2 separate regions of the Pan troglodytes genome follow, and region 2 is linked to region 1. Evidence: chromatin contacts called from public Hi-C data. All regions are on one chromosome and are shown on one strand. The core of a region is the stretch at or near the end of the contact, and the rest is flanking DNA. Distances in the headings are between cores, read along the strand shown. Region 1 has its middle 210 kb from the start of DAD1. Region 2 overlaps MMP14 (matrix metallopeptidase 14).

What was found. Hi-C and Micro-C count contacts between places; a contact is called where the count stands out from the background.
Region 2: a Hi-C map of stem cell-derived neural progenitor cells shows a contact between it and region 1, with 7 times the contacts expected there. The contact joins two enhancer-like sites. A contact is called at or near these places in 1 of 7 Hi-C or Micro-C datasets (stem cell-derived neural progenitor cells), 1 of 1 datasets of contacts at active chromatin or transcription factors (stem cell-derived excitatory neurons) and 1 of 1 other capture datasets (stem cell-derived neural stem cells).

The regions. Positions count from the first base shown.
Region 1 is chr15:20,772,190-20,777,225 of NHGRI_mPanTro3-v2.0_pri, reverse strand. No RefSeq gene overlaps it. Among named protein-coding and RNA genes, the nearest start is that of DAD1, 210 kb to the left of the region's middle. Within about 2 kb of position 2,740, at least 5 of the 24 cell types and tissues checked have an H3K27ac peak or open chromatin away from gene starts, as enhancers often do. A contact at or near this core is called in stem cell-derived neural progenitor cells, where this site is marked.
Region 2 is chr15:21,213,847-21,218,882 of NHGRI_mPanTro3-v2.0_pri, reverse strand. It overlaps MMP14 (matrix metallopeptidase 14), which reads right to left. Exons shown (of 10, transcript XM_001157686.8): 10 at 3,442-5,036. Among named protein-coding and RNA genes, the nearest start is that of MMP14, 12 kb to the right of the region's middle. Within about 2 kb of position 2,657, at least 8 of the 24 cell types and tissues checked have an H3K27ac peak or open chromatin away from gene starts, as enhancers often do. A contact at or near this core is called in stem cell-derived neural progenitor cells, where this site is marked.

The sequences.
Region 1 (5,036 bases), core at 1,491-3,990:
CCCGAGGCATTGTGCCTGACACGTGGTCACTGCTCAGTAAAGAGTAGCTGTTTATGCTATTTCCATGTGTGGGTATGTGCAGATCTCTGTGAGTGTATGAGAGCTTTTCATTTCAGAAAATGAAATGTGCAGGCATGGGGTGGAACTGATTCTCTCCTACATGTCCTTTGCCACTCCCTTCTATAACCGTGAAGACTTTGCTCAAGTTTCCAGGGACCAATGTGCTCTTGAACCCTGTCTGGAAGGGGAACACCCCTTGCATATAAATAAGCTTTCTGTTGAAATGGGCATGAAGGGACAGTGGCTGACCCTCCCCTTCTGCAGTGTGCCTTGATGCTCATTTGACCGTCAGCACCGCTGTCTTCTGCTGTGGACGATTGTGATCGACCCAGTCTTGGGAGCTGCCAATGCAACAGAGAATTAGAGCCTTTGTATTCAATCATCATTGAGAGCCTATTAGGAGGACAAGGTACCATGTGGCTACTCAAAAGGCTGAGAGTCTGGAAATGGCCATGACAGAGGAAAATCCTTTCACTTGGCTGATGGAGGCCAGGTCTATAGCTTTAAGGCAATTGGCACAGATGCTGAGCTAGGGGGGTGCATTCATTTTGTGCTCAATAAAACAACTTTTATTCAGGGATGTGAATTGTTATCTCCTCGGGAAAGGTGAAGGTACAGAAACAGGTTGTAATTCCTTGGAGAATCTAATTCCCTTGTAGCTGGAGACAGAAAGACAGTGAGAGGGAGGGAGAGAGATAGATGAAAGGAAGCTCTGTTATCCTGGGAAGTCCTAGGTAATCACCCAGCCTGAATTTCTCCTGGAGCTTCAGGATGGTACCAGATGTGTCCAGGCCCTCTGTGCACCACCCCACAGAGCTAGCAACCACAGTCCGTCTCCTCCTCCCGTGGCTGTTCTTCATGTCTGGGAACACATCAAAGGAGGTTTGATGTTCATAACTGCTGTGAGTCATTTTCACATGGAGCTGCGGGGAGCTGCCTGTACTGCTGCATGCTGTATAGCCCTTTGTGAGCGCAGCTGAGCTGAACCAATCCCCTATTATGGGTGAGAGTAGATTCCTCCTGGGAGACCTGGATTGGGTCCACACCCCTGTGCAGAATAAAATAGGTCTTCTTATTGAGAAGTAGTTATTAAAACATCCCTCAGTCTTGGCTATGCACCTACACTGCCCACAGGGACAGCTCTGCATGGTCCTTCCACAAGAGTGTGGCCACCTCCAGGCCCTGCTGTTAGTGCCAATAACATCTGAAGCCTCACTGTTTGCCTCACTCCGAGGACAAAGGACATCAACAAGACTCCAACCACCACCCCATTGCTTCTCAATTGGAGAAGGAAATTCTGCTTGCTCCTGTTGAGTTTGGCTGTTGCTGGAAAAAGTGTCCCATATGACTCTCTTTGAGGGCTGGCAGCGGACTGGGATATTAGCCACAAGACTGTGAGCTGGAATGGGCCTTAGTCATCATCTGGTTCTAGTCCCTCAAATTACAGATGATAAGTGAGGCACAGAGGGGTTAAGCGAGTTGTCTAAAGTCACACAGACAAGTGAGGATTTCTAGCGCAGGAAGTAATTTTCTAAGAGGGGGAGAGAAATCCTGGTAAGGTGAATCTTGCTACTACATTTTCACTGGAGGATGCTTCAGAGGGTCGAATCTGTGGGAAAGCAATGGGGACCAGGAGAGCTGCAGCTGATCTCAGTTTTACACCTCAGTTTCTCTGTACGAAAAATGGCTGTATTATTTATCTTCATTTCAGGACTGTTAAGGGGCTTCATGAGTGACTCTGAGAAGTCCTGGGAGTTCTGGGCTTTCAGGTTAATAAGATAACAGTTTCTTGTTGGGCCTGAGACGGGGACTAGTTGCCTGGACTGAATAATCTGTTCTCTGTTCCTCAGCTACCCTGAAGGCCTTATGAAGCCCCTGGGTTTGGGAGTGTGGAAGAATTAAATAAAGGAATAGTCAGACTGAGTGGTGGGGTTGGAGAAAAGTGTGAGAACTGGGGAAGTGGGTAGAATATAGTCTTAAAGTAGCGCAATCCCTGCCTGCTCTGGACCTGGGAACACTCTCCCAAGAAAAAGTGTGTCTTCCGAGTGAGGCTGTTTCCTGCAGTCGGCAGGACTGGACTCCCTCCTTTTGTTTGGGACAGCATGGAAACCGTGTTTCCCTATCTATGTGCACCTGAATGCACTCTAGTTATGCTGTATCTTTTCAATTTTGCTGGAGAAGCAAGTGTGGTTTGCTCTTTAAAATTCCCAGAGCTCCCTTTCCCATTTGGGATTTGTGGTGAAAGGTCAGACCACAGAATTGTCTCGTGGTAATGGGGCTTCTGAATAAATGAGCCCCCGAGGGCTGCCAGGGGGACCAGAGAGCAGAAGACGCCTGCTGGGACTAAGCCCGGCAGCAGAAGCCACAGTGTCCCCCTGGCCACGGAAAAGTGGCCCCAGTGGGCTGCTCCTCATTTTCTGGCAATGTGCCCCATCCCCTGGCATGGTGAAGTCCCACGAGCCCAGAGGCCCACGTCCCGACATCAGTCTTCTCAACTGCTTTCTTCTGTTATTACCTTGTCAACAACAGTATCCCGAGACCTAAAGGATAATTCTGCATGATGATGCAGTGAATGACTGGTTAGGTGCCTCCTGTTTAATAACCAGAGAAATATTGCTGTGCGGCATCTCTCCATATGCTGTGGCATCTGCGTCTGGCATGTAAGGGACTAATTTTCTTCACATATCTCATTAAAGATGTAAAGCAAAATGGAGGGGCTTCCAGCCTGACTCTGCCCAGCCCGCCTGCAACTCACGTTTCTTACCATCTGCTGCCATCTAGTGGCCACTTGTCTCTTTTCTGCATTTGTTGCTTTTATAACGGGGCTCAAGTTTTGGCCCTTGTGAAACAGAGGTAAGACAGTTACATAGAAACCGTAATCCTGGATCTCCTCAGATTCCTCGTGGTAACTGAGGGTTGATTCTCACCCCGTGACATCCACCTAGGCCACCGTGAGATTGCCTTCTGGGGCTCGAGAGCCTTCTCCGCTGTGGAGAGATATGCTCTGTGGACTTTCTTACAAATCTGTCCGCATTCCCAACTCTAAAACTGACTCATAAAAACCTGATACACTGGGCAGTTCTTTCCAAAAGCCAAGGTGAATCCTCTGATCTTGGGGCAGACAGAGTCCCACACTCCGTGCTGAAATCCCCCCGATTCTTGAGGAATCCCCAGAGGTTGGGACGGAAAAGGCACCCAGAGGAAGGGAATTCCATGGGTCTTTTCCAACAGCCCACCTGCGCATCTCCACACAAAGTCCTTGTGAGAGGAAGCCCACTTCCATCGCAATTCAGGACTCACTTTTCCGAGGCTGATCTTGTCTGACATTTGCTCCGTGGTCTGTGCTGGCATCGGAGTGTGTTTTCGGCCGTGATTCGTCAGCGTGGGGCTTGGGATAGCTGTGAAACACTCCCCAGGATGGAAAACACAGTGTGACATGGAGGGCTGAACTTGTCATTGCAACTCGTGAGAACGGTGAATGAAGAGCAGACAGGGCCCGTGCCAGCTGCAGGGTTTAGGCACGGGGTGCAGGTGCCTATGCATCACCGTGGGCTCCTCACACGAGAGGATGGGGCCCGCACCTCTGGGCTGGGTGCTAGACACAGAGTGATGTTGCTTTTTGTCATCAAACCAAGCAGTTGATATTCTCTTTAAACCTCAGCATGTGTTCATAAATTTCATTAATTGATTCATTCTTCCATATGTACTCAGCTCTAGGATATGCAGTGAAGTAAACACAAAAAACAAGAGTATGACAGTCTCGACCCTTGAGGATCTTATTATTAGAGATGGAAGTAAAAAAGAAGCATAGCAGTCAAGGCAGTATTAATTCTCCATATAAAAATGTCTAACATACGAAGTAGGGATTCAGAGAAGGGTCACTAGCAGTTACAACAGCTGAAGACTGTATCATGGAAGTAAATATTATAATTCAAACTGCCAAAGGAATTGCAGTTGATGGTGAAATGCTCTCTAAGATGTGTGGCCTCCTAAGCCCCCGAAGTCTAGGGACTCTGCTCCAGCTGTTGTCTCCCTGAGTCGGAAGACAATGGGAGACAGGGGAATCTTCTAGGAACCCATTCATTGACCTGTAATGGTTTTCTTCCCCTCCTTAATATTACTGTTCATTCATTGATTGACATGTTCATTCATTTATTCATTCAAGAAACCTATACCGTGCCAGACCTGGAATTACAGAGATAAATCCAAAAATATTTTGTAAATTTTCACACTAGGTTGCCACTGAGTTGGAGCTTCATAGAACAGAGACAAGCCAAAATCACTAAAAATTGCTGTCTCCATCTTCAGGCACTTGTGTTAGTTTCCCGTTGATTCTTTGCTGCTTTTAGATTATCTGCCCATGGGGTTCTTTCGCTTTCTCTCTGCTGACCCCAGTGTTCTGCTGTGTTTTTTCACAGTCCGTTCATACCCTTACCTCTGGAGGTGAGGGTGAGAGAAGGTTCCTGGTACTTCTAGTCAGCAGGGATGATGGTCAGAGAGAACTTTTATTGGTCATGTGGAAATAATCTAAGCACAAACAAACAAATAAAAGACCTCTGCTTTAGTCTTGATTAAAAATCCCACTAGTTTGCAATGGTGTTTGATATGCCTTGTGAGGAAGAAATTCTATTATGTCAAATTTTCAAAAGTCTGTGCTGCTGTGATAAAGATACTTACATTCCATAACCACAGAGTTCAGTGAAAAGGGGCTGTTAGGAGACCAGACAGTTTGGGGAAAGGTTTTATGTAATTTAAATTTACAGAGGGTTGGCCTCTCCTTGTGTTTACTGACAAGGAACAAGAAGCTTCAGTATCAACTCCCCAGGAATATAACCTTTAACAGCAAAGCATTTGATCAAAAAGAGCTCAGAAAAGTATTATATTGTTCACTTAATCCTCAGAATGTTTGTGTAGGAAGATAATTTGTTTAGTTGAGTGATAAATCAACTCACAACCTTGTATCACTTAACTGATTC
Region 2 (5,036 bases), core at 1,408-3,907, 440 kb before region 1:
GCCTGGCTGGGGAAGGCTGGCCTGGAAGGAGCTGAGCCATCGGCCCTGGGCCAGGGTGGAAAATATGTGTGTGAGCTCATTTGGAAGGTGGCTTCTGGCCAGTCAGGCCTGCCTCCCTTCCAGGCCCTGGCTGCCCAGCCCCTTGCAGGCGGCCTCCGGTCTCCCTACTTTCACAAGACTGAGAGAGGAGGGCAGAAACCCCCAAGGCTGGGGCTAGGTGTGCAGACTTGAGCTTTTAAAAGAGGTGTACTCAGATTTGGGTTGGTAGGTAGGAAACGGGACAGGAGCTGCAGGACGACGGAGCAGCCTTGGCTGGAGTTTCCTTGGGGACTTTGGGAATGGGCACCACCCCTGAAGCCCCCCTGCTCCCCCATGCCCTTGCACAGAAACATTCACCAATCCCACCCTTCCCTTAGCTGCTGCCATTGTCTCATTCCATCCCTTTGGCTTCTGAGTCTTGGTGCCACCTTCCTTCCTTCAGAGTACGGCTCCTGTCCCCAGGAAGGGAGGCGATGGGCTGGCAAAGTGGGGTCCTTTTCCCTCTGCACTCCTATCCCCCATAATATTGCTGCACAATAAGCAAATACAGCTGGGTGCTCACGCCTGTAATCCCAACACTTTGGGAGGCCGAGGCAGGCGGATCACCTGAGGTCGGGAGTTCGAGACGAGCCTGACCAACATGGAGAAACCCTGTCTCTACTAAAAATACAAAATTAGCCGGGCGTGGTGGCACATGCCTGTAATCCCAGCTACTTGGGAGGCTGAGTCAGGAGAATCGCTTGAACCCAGGAGGCGGAGGTTGCGGTGAGCTGAGATCGTGCCATTGCACTCCAGCCTGGGCAACAAGAGTGAAACTCCGTCTCAAAACAACAACAACAAAAACCATAATAAGCAAATACATATGTGCTGACAGATCCCCAGAACACACACTGCCATGAAAACGCCCAGCTACCCAGGGTCCATGCTGGAAGAGACACCAAGAGATTGCCAGGATCTGCCAGTATAGAAAAATAAATAAGTAAATTGGAAAGATCTGGGTTTTAAATGTGGACTAACAACCTGTGACCTTGACCAAGTTATTTATCTTTCTGGGCCTCAGTTCCCTTATTTGTTAAATGGGGACAATATTAGTGCCTGTGTCACTGTGTGTTGTAAGGACCTCAGCAAATGTTAGTTTCACCATTGCTGGAAGGGAAGGAGGGATACAGAGTGGAAAGAGACCACTGGAAAGTCTGTCAGATTGTGGGGAGAAGGGGCCCTGGGGGAGGGACAGTGAAGGACTGGCAGAGCTAGCCAGATTGTGTTTTGGGGTCTGGAGGGGTGTGGGGGTGTCTCTCTGCCCAGTCCTCTCTCCTCTAGAGGACCTAGCTCCTCTTAGATCTTCCCTTCCCTTCCCGCTGACCCAGCGCCTGGCCGGCAGCCCTGGAGTCATGGGCCCAGCTGGTGCCAGGAGCCCTGGAGAAGGGGAGGTGATGACAAGGGAGTCCGTGGCCCCCCTCCAGATGTGTGGGGTGCAGTCGTGGGCAGAGTGCTGCTCCTCCTCGGCCCTTGCCCCCCGTCCAGCGTCTCCTTAGCACCAACTTTCCTGGGTTCTGCCCAAACCTCCTTGAAGATTCCCCTTGGCTCCCTCCTGGCTGCTCCAACTCACATGTGCTGCTTTCGAATAAAGGAACTTGGAACCATAGAAACTGGGTCAGGCCCAATGGACAGATCGGGGTAGGGCCAGTGAAAGCCGAGTTTGCAGGTCTTTCAGAAGCCACAGAGCCCTCTGCTCTCCCCTCACCCCAGCCTGACCTGGCGGTTTACTCAGCGGGAACTTGTGATCACTAAGGCACCTCCCAGGGTCCCCGGGCAGCCTCACTGGGGTGGATCAGGCAGGCCCAGGCACGTCAGAAGCACGGGACCCTGCCGCCTCCACCCTGAAATTCTCTCCGCTTGTGAAGCTTGTTTTAATTTTAATTTTATTTTTTTAAACCAGTCAAATTTAGCAGTGGGGGGTTTTATAAGCCCATCTTCTACCTCTTTCCCCTTTGTCTCTGGTCCTCCATTCCCATTTCTCCCCCTTGGCTCCAGAGAGCATCTTGTGATTCCAGAATCAGGGCCAAACAATTTCCTCGTGATGGGGAAACCGCACTCCAGCGCGGGAGCCCTAGGCTCCCCCTCCTCTTCTCTCTGGCAGTCCCCCCTCCCCAGGCTCCTCCACTGGCTCCAGCTGTGTTTTGCAAAACTCCCACTGGATAACATCTGTAATTGCCTCCAGATGTGGACCACAAAAACACAAAGGGGCCATGAGCTCATCTTTGAGTTCTTTGCCACCCGCACAGACCCTACCACCCTCAGATGCCCCTGACTTCCCCTGCCACCTTATCAAGGTCCCCATCCCCTCCGGTAAGGGTGGTGGTGAGGTGGTGTCCAATTCCACCGAGACACACAGACTGCCAAACAGCTGTTGGCAGGGGAGGCGCAGGAGGCCAGGCGTAGGGTCAGGGTTCCTGGCAGGCAGGAAGGTGGGGTACCCCTTCTGCCAAAGCAATCACACTAACCAGCCCTGAATAGCAGCTGGATAGACTGACTGGCATAGATGGGGCCAGGACTCTGCAAGGCAGGCGGTGGAGGGAGTTTGGGCTGGAGCCCAGGGTGGGCTGGGCGGAGGCAGGAAGGGAAGGGGGGTGAAAAAAAGGGGCTGCTCTCCTCCAGCTGAGCTGACTCAGCACTGAACTGATTCCTCCCTCCAGGCTGGTTTCAGAGGAAGGGTGGGTGGATAGCCTGGGAACCCTGTCTGGGGCAGGAGTTTCTAAGGAAAGAGGAAGCAAAGCCTTGTTATTCTGCCCTTCCAACCTGACCATCCTGGTTCTTCCGGGCAATTGGGATGAGATCTCTGTTTGGCCAGAGACAGGCTGCTCCTAGCAGGCCCCGCAGCAACACCTCTCTCTCTTTCTCCCTTGTCTCCTTCTGTCTTAGCAGCAGAGCCCCAGGCCTGGAAGAGGCTTCTTAGGTCCTGAGGGCTCGGATAAAGCCAGTGAGCCCAAGGCCGAATATGATCATGGGAATCCCCCTGCCTCAGGCAGAGAGGCATGAGGAAACTGAGGGTCTGCGGGTGGATCACAGGACACGGTAATGCAATTTAGGAAGATTTTCCAAGTGGCCTCAGCTTGACCACTTCCTCTTGTCTCTGAGCCTTGGGTCTCAAGGCAGCCTTTTAAGCCAGGTGGTGGGAGAGCAGCTGAGCTCTGTCAGCCACCCCGCTGCCCCCTATGGGTATGCCCTGCTCCCCAACTCTGGCCCCTGAATCCCTTTAGTCCACTAAGAATAAACATACTCCTTTATGAAAAATGCCAAAGCCCCACCTCATGGAAAACGCTGCTCATGACGTGTGCCCGCCCCTCATCCAGCTCCTCTCACCCACAGCCCGTCACCCTCTACAGAGCTCAGCCACACAAGGAATGTGAAACACAATTTATTCTTTGTGGAAAGGTTGAACAAGGTCAAAATTGTCCTTAGAGGGCACCGACCCAGCCCCGCCCTGCAGGTTCCTGGGGTCAGACGCCTCTGCCCCCCCACCCCCACCCCTCCCCATGCCCCTTGTTAACAAAAAAGGAACGATTTGAATGGAATTCATATATAATAATTATAATAAAAATATACATTAAACAAAACAAAAAAACGAACAAGACAGAAATCTAGCCGAACTGCCAGCACCGTTCACCCCATTTCCCCTACCCCGTGCCCCACCCCCCCGACATCCCTCTCCTCTTGCTCCCTCCACTGGGTCTCACTCTCCCAAGTCCCCGGTACCATGGCCACCACCTTTGGTGGCCCAAGGAGACTTCAATGGGTGGGCTGGGTGGGGGAGCGAGAGGGCAGGCCACTGGTGAGACAGGCTTGAGGGGTGCTGGCACCAGGGAAGCGTGGATCCAGCCTAAGCGAGCCCCAGCTCCTGCCCCTCACTGAGATGGTGAGCAGGCCGGGACAGCGTGGCCAGCCAGGCCCTGTGGCCTCTCGTGAAGCCCCTCGTTCCTCGTTTGTGTGCCTTCTCTGCTCCTTTCTCTGGGCTGCCCCACCCTTCCCCTCCACGCTGCCTGGGCAGCAAGGACAGGGACCAACAGGAGCAAGTGTGCCTTCCTCAGGGCCCTTCCTGAGAGCCCCACAGCCCACCCTGTGGCCCCCTGCTTGGCTTGGCCTGGCCTGCCCGGCCCCAGCCTTCCAATGCTGCTGCACGTCCTCATTTTCCTTTTTGGTCCCCTCCTGCCCCCTCTGGCTGTTCTGCCTTTGGGCCTCAGCCCCAGCTGCCTGAGTTTGGGCAAGGTTCTTTCTCTGTGGCCTTCAGGCTCACCCCCAGGGCTCTGACCCGGGCCTCTCCCACCGGCCCCACTCTACCTGACAGCTGCACCCCTGGTTTCAGCTCTTCTAACTGTGAAAGCCCCATCCAAGGCTAACATTCGAGAGGCATAGGGCTGCTAAGGGTTTCTTCTGCCCATTTAGTCCCCAGTGGCTCAGGCTCCTTCCTTGGAAGTTCCCTGGGGTAGGTGAGGCAGAGGCAGATCTCCGAGGAACTTGACTGACTGAGCAACGAAGACCCTCTCTGAGTTTTCCTCCCAAGGTCTTAGGGTGGCTTGGCAGTCCCCACCCCCTCACACTGTCTCAGGGTCTCTACCCTCAACAAGATTAGATTCCTTTTAGCCAGAAAGAGTAGTGAGAGGCTGCCAATTGGGTACACCTGGGGCTTTCAGGGCTGGAGTGCCCAGAGCCTCCTGAGGTCAGAGTTCAGAGGTTAAGGTATGTCAGGGGATGGAAAAGGAGCAGATGACCCCATTTGACCTTTACCAGCGAGGTCTGAGGGTCCTGCCTTCAAGTGCAGAGCCCCCAACACATTCAGATGGGGCTGGACAGACACAAAGCTACAGGGTTCCCCTGAGGGGCAGAGGCTGGAAAGGGCCGCCCTCCCACTCAGCCCTCAGGGGACCTATCTAGGGAAGATGCAATGCCGGGGCAGGAGGGAGGGAGGCGGTCAGGGTGAAGGAGGCCAGCCAGGGGAC